5 separate regions of the Mus musculus genome follow, and all the other regions are linked to region 2. A link is a contact called in public Hi-C and HiChIP or PLAC-seq data. All regions are on one chromosome and are shown on one strand. Each heading gives the region's core, a stretch centred on a gene start, on an enhancer-like site or on the middle of the called end of the contact. The rest is flanking DNA. Distances are from core to core; before and after follow the strand shown.

Region 1 (2,700 bases), core at 8-2,507, 120 kb after region 2:
CTAAGACAGATTAAATTTGAATAAGTGAAAGAAGGTAAGCATTAAAAAGAAGAGATAGTGATCATCTTTCTACAAAGGAAATAAGCATTTGAAAGTGTGGGTAAACACTGTGTTCTTTGTTTTGTGTGACTGCAGCTGTAAGAAAATATTCGTAAGCATTATAACATGTTCTTACAATAATGCTCCTCAATGATATGGGTGTTTGTATGTGTTAAGATTTGTTTTCTTGTAAATTGATTATTTTATTTACATTTCAAATGTTACCTGCTTCCCAGCTTCCCCCTCCACAAACCCCCTATGTCCCCCTTCCCCCTTCTTCTATGAGACTTCTTCCCAACCCACCCACCCACTCCAGCCTCAGCACCCTAGCATTCCCCAACGCTGGGTCATTGAGCTTCCACAGGACCAAGGGCCTTCCCTCTCATTGATGCCAGCCAGATAAGGCCATCCAAGGCTACATATGCAGCTGGAGCCATGGGTTCCATCATGTGTACTCTTTGGTTGATGGTTTAGTCCCTGGGCACTCTGACCAGTTAGTTGATATTGTTGTTCTTCCTATGGGGTTGCAAACCCCTTCAGCTTCTTCAGTCCTTCCAGAAACTCTTCCACTGGGGTCCCCATGCTCAGTCCAATGGTTGGTTGCAGGCATCCTATCATGGTCTTTGTATAAGAGGGAATAGCATGCAAATATTCCTCCTAGTTTCTCACTTACCTACTTGATTATCATTAAATAACAACTGGTATATAGTTTTACAATGACAACTAAAGTACTACAGCTTAGGTTTAAGTCAAGAGGTAGTTTATTTAATAAACCAAAAAGGAATATAACCCTACTTCTGATTTTCATAGAGAGGGGAACATAATATAGAAAATTTAGTTGGACTCCAGCTTCTTCATGACAAAATAGTAAGCAGAGGCCCACTTCTTCCACTGCTGCTGACTTTCCTTGACCCACAGTGTAATGGGTCATGTTGATTGACTTACTTTATGAGATGGGTCAAGAAATCTGAAAAATAGTGGGAGAATAAAACCTCAAGTGGCACATACAACTGTAACCGTAAGCTGAAAAATCCTCCCATTCAAAGGCAAGCTTACTTTATAATTCCATGCCAATGCTGTGGTTCTTAGATCTTCTTTATGCTTGTGTGAAATGCTTTAGAGATGCTCTAAATCCTTCCTGCTTTTGATCTGGTCTGAGATGCTATTTTGGCAGATAGAAGACTTAGAGTATCCCACAGGGACTGTTTGCTTTCTTATCTAATCTTTAGTGCATCTAGCAGCAAAACAGGCCACTTGGTGATATCACTCTGCCAGATGAAGGTTGTTTGAGGATACACAACTCTTGTCACTTTTAGCGTGCATTTGGGTAAATAACAAAAGGCATCTCCAGCTCCTGATTGCATCGTGTGTTTATAAATCCGCAGCTCCATTTTGCATCTCTCTTGTAAGGACAGGCTTCGATTCAGAACCCAGCAACTGTTTTCTAAATAGAATTGGCCTTCTGCTTAGGCAGCCCAAGTTAAGAAACCTCACAAAAAGCAAACTTGGTGTTGTTGTATTTTTAATTTGCTACTATCTCCCCACTTGTGAAATACTTGGCATGGCTCACTTGGCCCGAACTTTTCACCTGTTTCTTCTTTTTCATCTCCTTAGTCACTTGTAAAAGTAACTCCAAAGAAAAAGACCCGTTGCCATGTCCTGTCCCCCTTTGATCACACACGAATTGTTTGGGTAAAGCTTCATACCCTGCGAGCCTGTCTGCTAAATAAGCTTTAAAGTACCCACGAGGCTCTGCAATTTGTAAAAGGGCTGATACCAATTTGGGAACTGGTGAGTTCCCTGGGTTACTTCAAACACAAGTTCCTTTTTTTGGCAGGCTGGGCCACCTGCTAACAAACCAGAAACACACAGTAGGTTGCAAGCAATGCTCAGAAAGAAAATAGATTGATGCCAGAAGCTTTAGAGACCATTACAAAATCTCAAGAAGGAAGGAATGGAGAGGGTAGATGCTGGCGACTGCAGGAGAATCTGGCTCGAACCATAAACTGAAGCATTTTCAACTGGCAAGAAACTCAGACATAGCAGAAGAACAATGACTTGATTTACCACTGGGCAATGGATGAATGCTACTCTGTGACGCGGCTGATCAGTTTGATGATTGTCTCTTCCATGTGCAGGATGTGCTCTCTGACTCCTCCTGCTGAGAGGGCAGGGGGTGTTCCAGGAACACTGTTGTGCTGTCTGCTGAGTCTTCTTGTCACCGTGTGGGGGTGATATCCAGAAACAGATGTTCGGCAGGTTTTGCTTCAGGCTTAGATTTCCACCAATCAGTGATAAAGAAGAGTGAGAAATCTAATAACCTATATATACAATGAAGGAGGTCAATGTAAAGGGCTGCTTATTCTTTTGAAAATTGCTAGATAAAATGTGGGTAACAATGCCCATACATTTGCTGCATAATAGAGAAAACAGAACAGAGATAGTAGCCTTCCTTTATCAAGCAATGAATCCCTGCTGCATCCAGACAACTCTTGTCAAATTAGAACAATTTTAAGTAACCGAGACTGCATTTCTTTCTTTTTAACCTCTGGATGGTGGGTTTAAGTCTCTATTAGGCCTTTGCTCTAAGTTTTTTTTTTTCAAGTATTTGTTGAAAATGTTTGGCAGCACGTGCTACAGGGACACCTAGTACAGTGAAAG
Region 2 (2,700 bases), core at 66-2,565:
TCCTAGCAGCAGCAACTGAACAGCACCAGGAGTGATCCTGTGAGTGACAGACTAGAGAGATCAGGGAATCAGGGTTGCAAGGGATGTGGAGGAGGCTTGCATGGTGGAGGAAATGCTGCGCACAATGTATACTCGGGAGGGGGCTGATTTAGTGTGAAAGTATTCCACTTCATCATTTTACAGGGGTTGGGGACATAAATATTTAGCTGGCCACATCTGGAACAGATTCTGTCTCCCCCCCCCTCCCCGCGTGGGGTGGGGGTGGATAATTGGAAGGAGAGGAGCACGCATTTGTTACTTACTGTACGGACAGTCTTCATTCTTGGTCCCGCTGACCTTGCCGTTCTTCTCAATCGTGAGAAAGTACTTGGTGAAGGAGAACAGCCTTCTCCAGCGGACATCTCCTTGGAGGTGATTGTAGCTCCGCACATGCCTTCCCGCACTGGAAGGAGAGGAGAAGGACGAGGAGGAAGAAGAGCAGTTGGTGGCCTCCTGTGACACCATGTCCTGACCAAGAGCTTGGCAGGTGACAGGGAACGAAGACACCAAAAAGAGCAACAAGAAGCAGCAACAGCAGCCCGGCAGGTGGGGAAAGGCTGAGGCACAATGTGTCAGTATCCATTTCCACATTGTACTGAAACTCTCGGCACTGGAAATTGTCTCATCAGAAGGAACATACTGGAAGGGTAAGACCTGCTGCGAGGCAGAGAGACAGCTGGAGGTGGTGGCTTCTGGATAGCTCCCTCTGGGTACGGATCTGGCCAGAAGCGAGTGCACCAACATCCATAACTTCTAGGAAGGACCGGCTGCCTGTCCTCGCTCCGTCCTCGGATCCGCTGCCTGCGTCTCTCCAGTCTCAGGGTGAACAGTGGACGTGGGTGGCCGCGGCAGTAGGAACTGGTGGTGTCGGTCACCAGAGCTCTTCGCTCCCCCCGGGGGTTACTTTGTTCTCTTCTTCACTCCTTTCTTCACCATGTTAGATGCAAAAGAGGTCTGAAAAACAGATGACAGGACGGTGAACAAAACCCAAAGTGGGTGGGGTGGGGGTGCAGGAAGACATCTGCGCCCCTCTGCGGTTGGCACCTTCTGGTCCTTCTCTGCAGAGTCCCAGCCTGCTGGCCACTTAAAAAGTGTCTCTTTGGAGTTGTCAGAACTGGAGGCAGCTGCCCAGGCGCTGTTGTCTTCTCCTTCCTTTCTCTTTTTGGTGGTGCCTGTTGATGTGAAGTCTTCCGAAAGCCACTTCTTGTTTGGGGGGCGGCTGGCGGCTGGCGTTTTGTTGGGCCCTTCTCTCCACCTCCAAGTCCCTTGGAAAGCCGCTTGTAAACAGGTTGAAGCCTGGAGTCTAAATGTCAGTGCTTTTCAGCCAGAGGTGGGCTCTGCCTCTGCTGGTCAAACCTCATTTGCAGGGGTGGAGAAGGGGGGGAGGGGGTCAAACGGCGGTGGGACATCTGAAACCCTAAGCTGCTGGGAACGCCAGAGAAAAGGGAGGGGGGAAGGGACCGGGGAGGGGGCGGGGGGATCTTGGGCGAGAGGAGTGCGCGATGCCTTTGCTCTGAGCTGGGGGCTGCGGGTCCCTTCCTCGCCGCCTCCGTGGGCGCAGCCGCCCCGCAGCCTGCAGCTCCTGCTAATTGCGGCTCCGGCGTCCTGTGCTCGCAGCGCTGGCCACCAGCGCGAGTTGTCCGCGTGCTTTCCGAATTTTGCTGCCCTCCGGCGGGAACCACTCCCCTCCCCTACAGGGAGCCCCTTGCTCACTTGTTTTCCACTGTAGTTTTCTTCTTTCCTTCCTTCCTTCCTTCCTTCCTTCCTTCCTTCCTTCCTTCCTTCCTTCCTTCCTTCCTTCCTTCCTTCCTTCCTTCCTTCCTTTTCTTTCTTTTTTCTTTCTTTTCTTTTTTTCCTTTTGGCCGCGAAAATAGAGTTTGGAGCTTGGCTTTTGTGTGTGGATGTGTTTCTGCCTTCCAGATCCCAGAAGCAGGGAAGAGGGCTGGGGAGAAGGCAGAAGAGGATGCTCTGGGCAAACTCTCTCCAAGAACAGATTATAAACTGATAGAAGCTAAAATCGAGAAGGGAGACATAATGAGCTAGCTTCGTTTCCTCCTCTCCTGCCAGCTTCCAAGGAGGTCTCGGGTTTTAATGAATCATTGATTTCTCGCTTCCGTTGCTGAAGTAAAAAGTTCACACTTTGGCCCTCTCTGTCTTTTTAAGCTCAGGGAGATTTATCGTCACCCTTAAACATAGCCTCTCTCTTGGCGCAAATGAAATCAGGGACCCAGGTTACTGATTTCTAATTGGTAACACGAGTCCTTTACAGAATCACGCATGGACTTCAAAGCCTACGCACTTTCCTGCGATCGCAGATTTTATCACAGAGTTTGACCAAATCCCCTGCTGCCTGTTTTTTTTCCTCTATGCAATTTCCTTTGCATTTTACCATAAAGAGGAGGTCCCCGCCCATCTTCAAACTTAATGTTTAAAGGGCTCTACTTTACAACGCAGCTTCACTACCTACCGACCTTTCACAAACACTCTTGTGCACACCAACCCCCAACTCTACCCCTGCTCTCAGAAACAAACTTTCAACCCAGACACAGACAGAAGTCAGCACAAGACCAGGAAACTATTGCCCAAAACAAAAAGGTACCAGGAGGAAACATTGTAATAATCCATTCCTACCTGAGTATGATACAATTCTGAGTACCAGAG
Region 3 (2,719 bases), core at 196-2,695, 92 kb before region 2:
TGATGTCAGGACAGACTGGTTTCTGGTAGATTTGGTGAATGTCTGTTTTGTTGTTAATATGAGTAACACATTTTTGATGCAAAGTGTAATTTTTTGCTTTTGTGGAGCCTCCTTTTTGAGAACCCTTGAAACTGATATAGTTATTGTCAAAGGACAGCCAGAACATGAAAAATTACAAGGAAATGTCAGTGTCCTTGTAAATGTACTATCCCTTCTTGGCTACACTGGTCAAGTAAAGGATCAATTCAATAAGTGGCATTTTACACTGACATAAAGAAAAATAAAATTCATTAACATGGCTTCAATGGAAAGCTAATTGAGAGTCCAGAACTTAACTTCCAAACAACGGGATTTCTCCAAATAGGATATCTCCCCCCCCCCCCATTTTTTTGTGATTTCTTTTTTCTCCTTCCTTTACTTCTTAAGGCATAAAATAACTTTTAAAAATCCATAGATTTCAGCTATTTTGTCAACACGTGGATGAAATGAGTGCACAGAGACACGAGCTGCATAATCAAAGCAGCAAGAGCAGCAGGTCATAGAATTAGAAATTCTGTTTTGATGGACTTTCGAGATAATCAGCAAACTTAAATTAATGTGTCCACCCAGCTTTGAGTTTACATCAGGCAGTCTGTTGTATTGCTCCTAAATGAGTCATCTGGTCCAGTTGAACTCTTGTACCCTTTATACCTTGAATGTCATACAATGTATGTACTGCTGTACATTTTAGGGGATAACCCAGTTTTTCAGTAAAATATAATTTTAAATAGTTGTTCAGATACTTATTCTCACTACAATCTGCTTTGCATTTATTGGGCATTTTCTTTATGCCTAAAATTGAGATGGGAACATTATATATAATGTTTCACATGTTTGCAGACCCCCTTCAGGAACAAATCATAATTACAATCATGGAATTGTATCATGTCAACTGAACTTCAATTTAGCTGCAAAATGACAGAACCAGATTTGAATGTAGAAATATATGACTCCAATATCTATAGTTTCTTCTAATAAGCCTGTGAAGTAAATTATGGAAATGTCCTTTACTCTTAACCAGGGCAAAGAACAATAATTTTGAAAGATAAAAGGTGTTTGTGATTTTCATTATTTTTTCAGACTCCTGTCCCAGGCCTTGTGATAAATTAACATGTAAAACATTTCCTATAGGTCTTTGTGTTTTGCTTTCCTGGGTGTTAAAGACCCCTCTGTGTGTGTGTGTAAACCATCATGTACATTTACTCCCAAATCTGTCATTCTATCTAGGTGGCAATAAATCTGTTACATATTTCATGCTCAATTAAAAAGAAATCTTACAAGATTCCCATGTATTATGGAAAGATCGCCATCTGTCCCCTCCTTAATTAGGACCATCCTGATTATGTTAAACGTGTCCTGGCTCCCGTTAAAATTTCTAAATACACATGAAGGAGAAATTGTTAAAAATGAGTTGTCAGCAAGAAACAGGGGAGACTTAAACAAAGAAAGAAACCCCCAAAAGAAAGTTAAACAAAGAGAAATATCTCAAACCTCGAGGCTTAGATTGAATTGAATAATAGCCCTTCCCCTCCACCTCTCATGACTAATCCATACCAAGACGCAAATGCAACTTGAAACGAATCATTCTGAAAGCTTCAGGAGTTTGGTTAATTTTTCCTTCCTGTTCCCCCTGGTTTTTTTGCTTGGAACACCTTTAGGCCTTGGGATCTGATTGGAGCCAGGAGGGGGGAAATGCTGAAATCCTATAGGGAAAGCTAGCTCTTGGGGTAATTTAGACCTGATTTGGGGGAACAAAATATTTCTATATGTTTTATGTTGCAAGATTTCTGCTTGTGAAATTTCGGCTGGCTTGAAAGCATAGAAGAATCAATCTCAGATAACAACGCAAAATCTAGATAACGGTGGAGAAGAAAGTGATTTTTGGAATCTTTTTGGTAAAGGGATGCAATTAGGCTGGGTTCTTACCTTGTTTTGCTCTCAGCTATGTGATTATTTTCAAATGTTCTTCCTGGCCTTTTCTGTGTTAAAATGCACCGCAGCGAGGTCTAACTGTGCCCAGTCACCAGGGAAATGCAAGCATTCTACTATGGTGTAAAATTCCTTCCCCCCCCCGCCCCCCCCCCACCTACTTGACTAAACAAATACTTGCTCTGCAACAAGTGTTCCAGGATAAGCTCTGACCACAAAACAATCAACAAAACGTACCTGCCCTTGTGGATCTTACATTTCGAATTGTAAACACAGACTGTGTTAGATCCTGTTAAGTGATGTGTGGAAAAACGAATCCATGTGAGAATTTTTTAAAACAGTAAATTTAGGACTGGCTTGCCTAAAATGAACATTTAGGATATCTAGGGGGGAAAGTCGCACATGGCAGGGTCAGTGAGGAGAAAAGTAACAGAACTCCGGCTGGAAGGGAATCATTTCGAAGACGACCTAAAACCGGGAACACAGTTCCGTTCCCAGTCTCCACTCATACTCATAGGCGAATAAACTAGTACAAGCGTGCTCCCTGAAACAGCTGCTATCTCACCACGATTGAAGAATACAACTGGAAACATATTGCCACCTGAGTTACCATTTGTCCTTTGCCTAATTTGCCAAGGAGATAGTTTGACATAACTTTAGAAATATGAAATCTAAGCACAAAAGAAGAGCTTAAAAAGCTTATTTAAATGGAAGGCAATGATTTGAAAACGTCAACTTCTTTTTTTTCTCG
Region 4 (2,700 bases), core at 92-2,591, 83 kb after region 2:
CACACACAATTATTACTCATTTTTATATTCTTTCAACCCTGACTAACAGTAAAAACAACCTTCCATTCATGCATACGCATACAACTCTAGGACAGCCAGGTCATGTGCAATAGGCCCCTGGTCTGCTTGTACCATTTTTAGGGAATTTCTTGTCTTGTCCTGCTTACCCACATCTCTTTCTAGAACACTCATCACAGTTGGGGTCCCCTCTGGAAAGTCTTCTTACATATCTCAGGCTGTATGATGTGAATAATCAATGCTGAAGTATCACCCACTGACTATGTCTAGAAATTTCCATTCTGTGATGGTTTCTGATCCTGCTGTCCCTACTCTAGTGTGAACATTTTCTTCTAACTTCTCAAAGAATACCTGGCAAGTTTATAAATTTGGATAAATTAGAATTTCAAAGATATATCTAAAACACAATCATTTTCATTCTCCTTAAATATCCCAATGGGGAATGCCTTCAACTTCCTGCTGGATATCTTTCCCAGAAATTGTTTTGAAGAGTATCCTCCTGTTAAAAGCGCATGGAGCAGCAAATGGAAGCTTCAGGGAACTCCTTTCTGATCTCTTGTAGAACAGAAGGCTTTCCTTCAGAGTCCCTCTTTTCCCTTTAAACTCAAGTGTCACATTCTCTATCTGTACTCTCTCCCCAGCCCCAGGCTTCCCCAGAGTCAGTTCTAGCCCATTCTCTCTCCCTTTCCCTTCTCTGATCTCTGAAGAGCAGCTCTGGAGGTTTGAGATCTTTTTTTTTTTTTTTTTTTTTTTTTTTTAATAAAAACAACATTTAATTGGGGCTGGCTTACGGGTTCAGAGGCTCAGTCCATTATCATCAAGGCAGGAGCATGGCAGAGTCCAGGCAGACATGGTGCAGAAGGAGCTGTGAGTTCTACATCTTCATCTGAAGGCTGCTAGGAGAAGACTGACTTCCAGGCAGATAGATGAGGGTCCTAAAGCCCACGCCCACAGTGACACGTCCATTCCAACAAGGCCACACCTACTCCAGGCCATACCTAATAAACACACTATGTTCCAGATAGCTGCTGTAGTAGCCATTAGAAAGCCCCACCTGACCCCGCTGTATTGCTTTTTCTGTGTCAATGCTTTCTTCACTCCCTCAATGTCCACAGTCAAGGCTCCTGAATGTGGAATTTAGAGATCACAGCCCAGGGGGTTATGTATGTCCTCTGCCATTCACTTCTTTTGTTTTGGGTTTCCAGTAAACGTGAGGTTTGAGATCTTATATCGAGGGGCAAGTAGTCCTGTCAGGATGTCATAACAGACTTATCCTCTGATAGTGAATCTCTATGATCATGTTCCTGCTGCTCAACCTTGATAAACAGAGCCACCCATAACAATATTTCTATCACAGTTTCCTCTACTCACTACTTCTTGTGCTTCTGAAGGCCATATACACACCACCACATCTTATCAAGCCTGTAAAATTGGTAGCCTCTTTCCTTAGATTATATTTTCTCCTCATCTGGCTTTGTGAAGAACAATGTTCCTAATTTGAGGAACTAAGATTGGTTCCTCTTCCTTTAGTATTTCTCTTTCCCATAAAATCGAGGGCATCAATCATTTCTACTGCACAAATCATTTATTACTTTCAAATTACCACCTGTATCAGCTTCTAAATTGCAGAGTTTTGTTATTCGTTGTTGGACAATTTTCCTCCTCCACAAAGAGAACTTCAAAACCATAAATTTCATACAATAGCAGAGAGGAACAGCTAGCCCAATTTTTATTAATAAAGAAGAAAGTAGAAAAAGACAGGTTGTACCATGTTCTCTGAATCACGAAATTGATATCAGTGTAGCCTAGATCCTGCAAATTTCAATTAAGCTGTTAACAACCAAGTCTGGACCTCATGCCTTCCCATCTGGTCATTGATATTATTACCACTATAACACCCTGCTTACTTTACTATTTTATACACGTATAAATGAACTATTCTCTAGTTTTCTTTCCTAGAAAAGGCAAATGGTTTGGAGGTGTTGATTTATGCCCCACTAGTTGAAAATGTATTACTTTGGAAAGTAGATATTACCAAATTTCTCTATACATGAGATGACATTATTTATAAGCAGACAAAGCAATGCAACTTTCTTTCTAATTTGGATGCCTTTTGGCCCTTTCTTCTTCTTCCTTGCTAAAACTCTATATTTCTTTTCTCACAATCCCAAGGGTATGAAGTAGATACTACTCATAATCAATAATTGTTATTCTCACTTGTGTAAAGATTGCTTGAGGCTGAGAATCTTTTTATATTTTTGATTATTTTTATGTCATTGCTCTCCACTGAGTCATTTTCTTTTTTCTTTCCTTATTTCCTTCCTTCTTCCTTTCTCCCTTCCTCTTTCTTTCTTTCTTTCTTTCTTTCTTGCTTGCTTGCTTTCTTGCTTTCTTGCTTTCTTGCTTTCTTGCTTTCTTGCTTTCTTGCTTTCTTGCTTTCTTGCTTTCTTGCTTTCCTGCTTTCTTGCTTTCTTGCTTTACCTGATTACATTCCATAGGACTTTTAGCACACAGTATGCTAAGTAGAAGTGATGAAAAGTGGGCTTCTGTGCCTTGTTCATGATCTTAGACCAAAAGCTTTTAGTCTTTCATCATTGTTTGATGTTAACTGTGGACTTTGATTATTTTTCAGTGTTTTTGTTTCATGTCTCAAACTCTTTCAGATTTAAAATGCTGCTATAG
Region 5 (2,700 bases), core at 51-2,550, 120 kb before region 2:
CACTCACAAGTTGATGGTAACCACCAGCTGTTTAATTGAGGCCTATTCAACTTGAGGAAAATCATGCATGGTACTAGAAATCTAGCTAACTTGCTAGAACTAGTGAGGTTGTGGATCTTAGAAAATAATCTAGTACCATCATCTCCTAGACCAGTATAATTCCTAACTATATTCTAAACCTTACCCTTATAATGAGAAATAAGTGTAGTTAACCACACATCGTTGAAGAGGCCTCTCTTTACAGAAAATGGAGATGATCACAGAACAAAAGACAAGAATTAATGGATCCATCTATATCCACATAGATCTATCTAAGTCACAATAGATACATCTATCTCACAGTTTTTATATACATAGCTTAGAAAACATTACCAAAGAGGGATTGGATGATTATAAAAGCCAGAATACTAGGAAGTCTGCTTTGAAGCAGTCTTTCTCAGAAATGCTGCTTAAACAGGACCTGAACAATGACAATTTTGATAGACATTCTAACCTGGCAGGTGCAAAATATGAAGGTCACACTCCTAGATAAAGAACTAATGACTATTGAAAGAGGGAGAATTAGCTATAACTAGGTATGAGCCTCTTAATTACGTAATACATAGTGGTCAGCTCTGAAACCATACACACACACACACACACACACACACACACACACACACACACAGAACAAAGCCAGACTCCACCGATTGTGTTTATGCATGTACCTGCTTATACATGTATACACACATATGTGTGTAACAATCATAGTGTAGTGACAGCAAGAGACCATCAATTTGAGAGCATGGGGGTGGGAAAACTGTCAGAGAGAGGAGACTGGAGACTGACTGGAGGGATAAAAGGGGAGGGGGAAAGCAATGTAATTATATTTTAATTAGTGTATAAAACGTTAAAGTAAAACAAATAGTAAAAATGTATTAAGAAAAGGGAAAAAAAAACATGAAGTGTCAGGTTTGGAGGTACGGTTCAGTGGCTTGAATAAAAAAAGTCCCAGTAGGATAACTGGGTTCTATAAGAGACTCTGTCTCAAGTCAGTCAGCCTCAGAATTATAGAACAGGACACTAAGCTCCTTTCCTGCCTTCCCCGTGCACATAAACCTACATGCACAGAAGAGGAAAGCAGACACTTACACACACACACAGGGACAAAACACACAGACAAACACACACACACACACACACACACACACACACACACACACACACATACACACAAAACTTGTGGTCTCAGAGGCACCATGGCTGCCCTGTGCTGAGGACGCCAGTTGTTCTGCCTCCAGCCCAGCAGTATTCATTAATTCATCTCATGTGTTTTGAAATCTCCCATATGCCAGGCACTGCGCCAACACCGAGAATGCATGATGAAAAGGTTTCAATCCTGCTCCTCTTCAAACATTTAACAGTCAATAGGTCAGACTGAGAAGTAAAGAGGCAATCAGGATGCAATGTATTGCATATTATGGTAATTTATTTAATTAATACTCTCCATCATGAATCATATTATGTGCAGAAATGATACTGACTATTTTCCACTAGATAAAGTTAAACTTCTAGTAAACTCAGAAAACCCAAATGTTTTAATTTAGAAAAGCCAACTATGAAATATATATATATGTTATATATACATACCTATTATATATATACATATACACACACACATATATATATACTTTTAAACTTATATGTTTTTACTTTACTATTGGAAACAGCAATTCCTAAACCATAATTGTCTAATTCTCTCCTGTGTATGCATCCTCCTTGCAACCAAAGATAATTATCCCTGAGTACATGAACCTAAAATTTGGATTCCAATGGTCTAAAACCACTGTGGAAGTGCTGAAACCACAAAACAAGAAGAAATGAGTACAGTAACAGTGGAGGCTGTTTAACATAAGCATCTAGGTCCAAACAGAAACAGGAGGAATTGGTAGCTAAGTACATGATCTGCTGTAACTTTCTTACAAACAGGCAAACCTGTTTAATTGTATTGTTTCAAAGAACAGTTTGAAGTTTCTATCTTTAAAGCTAGGCGTAGACAATGGAGAATAAAAGATGCATCATCTGGGAATTTCTGGAAAGCCTGTTAGCTGAGCCTATAGCTACTTCTATCTACATCTACTTCACCAAAATACATAAAAGTTCAAGATAAAAATGAATGGGTGGCTTGAAACTCTTTGTTTTTACCTAGTCATGGAGAAAAAAAAAAGCAAATCTGCCTCATTGGGAGTAAAGAGAGTAGCTTAGAAGCATTCTGTGACTTTCCCAAGATCACACAGCTACATAGACACAGTGAGGAACATGCTTTCCTGGTATTGAAGATGTGCCTAGTGATAGCCATGCCAGGAAATCTGGGGATCAGAGATAGGGCTGTAGACCATTCACAGCTTATTATCAATTAGATCCAGGGCATATAAACAAGATAAACAAAGTACAGTTATATAGAGCAAATTTATTATAGAAAATCATCTGCAGTAAAGAGCTTGAAAGAATAATCTAGGATAGCTGCTCCCCCTGCTCCAAGAACAGAAGTTGGAGGAAGTCTCAGGACCCTCATGAAGAGAGTGGGAATGGGAGGGGAAGCAGAGGACTCTATACTGAAATGGAAACCTTGCAGGAAGGCTCTTTAAATGGGGCTGTAAAGGGAACTTCAGCAGCAGAGTCCAGGAGGCTCTGTGAGTGGGCAGAATAGGTTGGATTTTT

Evidence for each region. A called contact is a pair of places that touch in the nucleus more often than the background predicts. HiChIP or PLAC-seq counts read pairs in DNA pulled down with a chosen protein or histone mark.
Region 1: a contact with region 2 is called in a Hi-C map of uterus, with 2.4 times the contacts expected there. The contact joins the enhancer-like site here to the promoter of Fgf10 in region 2. A contact is called at or near these places in 6 of 39 promoter capture datasets (the 3T3-L1 cell line, 3T3-L1-derived adipocytes, the HPC-7 cell line and 3 more), 6 of 484 Hi-C or Micro-C datasets (the 3T3-L1 cell line, the HPC-7 cell line, brown adipocytes and 1 more), 4 of 115 datasets of contacts at active chromatin or transcription factors (craniofacial prominence, embryonic stem cells, extraembryonic endoderm stem cells and 1 more) and 2 of 9 other capture datasets (embryonic tail and liver).
Region 3: an H3K27ac HiChIP or PLAC-seq map of the NIH/3T3 cell line shows a contact between it and region 2, with 2.7 times the contacts expected there. The contact joins the enhancer-like site here to the promoter of Fgf10 in region 2. A contact is called at or near these places in 8 of 39 promoter capture datasets (the 3T3-L1 cell line, the HPC-7 cell line, frontonasal cranial neural crest and 4 more), 2 of 115 datasets of contacts at active chromatin or transcription factors (the NIH/3T3 cell line and embryonic limb bud) and 1 of 9 other capture datasets (liver).
Region 4: a Hi-C map of the G1E-ER4 cell line shows a contact between it and region 2, with 1.7 times the contacts expected there. The contact joins the enhancer-like site here to the promoter of Fgf10 in region 2. A contact is called at or near these places in 1 of 39 promoter capture datasets (3T3-L1-derived adipocytes), 3 of 484 Hi-C or Micro-C datasets (the G1E-ER4 cell line and nephron progenitors), 1 of 115 datasets of contacts at active chromatin or transcription factors (stem cell-derived neural progenitor cells) and 3 of 9 other capture datasets (adipose tissue, embryonic stem cells and embryonic tail).
Region 5: a Hi-C map of the G1E-ER4 cell line shows a contact between it and region 2, with 3 times the contacts expected there. The contact joins the enhancer-like site here to the promoter of Fgf10 in region 2. A contact is called at or near these places in 2 of 39 promoter capture datasets (the 3T3-L1 cell line and liver), 2 of 484 Hi-C or Micro-C datasets (the G1E-ER4 cell line and cerebral cortex) and 2 of 9 other capture datasets (adipose tissue and liver).

The regions. Positions count from the first base shown.
Region 1 is chr13:118,593,613-118,596,312 of GRCm38.p6, reverse strand. No RefSeq gene overlaps it. Among named protein-coding and RNA genes, the nearest start is that of 1700003P14Rik, 39 kb to the right of the region's middle. Within about 2 kb of position 1,257, at least 8 of the 459 cell types and tissues checked have an H3K27ac peak or open chromatin away from gene starts, as enhancers often do. A contact at or near this core is called in uterus, where this site is marked.
Region 2 is chr13:118,713,314-118,716,013 of GRCm38.p6, reverse strand. Fgf10 (fibroblast growth factor 10) reads right to left here and starts at 1,315. Exons shown (of 3, transcript NM_008002.4): 1 at 303-1,315. The coding sequence starts at 630. RefSeq lists a promoter at 631-1,284 and cis regulatory regions at 1,507-1,517, 2,078-2,700.
Region 3 is chr13:118,805,452-118,808,170 of GRCm38.p6, reverse strand. No RefSeq gene overlaps it. Among named protein-coding and RNA genes, the nearest start is that of Fgf10, 92 kb to the right of the region's middle. Within about 2 kb of position 1,445, at least 4 of the 459 cell types and tissues checked have an H3K27ac peak or open chromatin away from gene starts, as enhancers often do.
Region 4 is chr13:118,630,337-118,633,036 of GRCm38.p6, reverse strand. All of the region lies in intron 2 of Gm10732 (predicted gene 10732), which reads left to right. Among named protein-coding and RNA genes, the nearest start is that of Gm10732, 27 kb to the left of the region's middle. Within about 2 kb of position 1,341, at least 2 of the 459 cell types and tissues checked have an H3K27ac peak or open chromatin away from gene starts, as enhancers often do. A contact at or near this core is called in the G1E-ER4 cell line, where this site is marked.
Region 5 is chr13:118,833,856-118,836,555 of GRCm38.p6, reverse strand. No RefSeq gene overlaps it. Among named protein-coding and RNA genes, the nearest start is that of Fgf10, 120 kb to the right of the region's middle. Within about 2 kb of position 1,300, at least 2 of the 459 cell types and tissues checked have an H3K27ac peak or open chromatin away from gene starts, as enhancers often do. A contact at or near this core is called in the G1E-ER4 cell line, where this site is marked.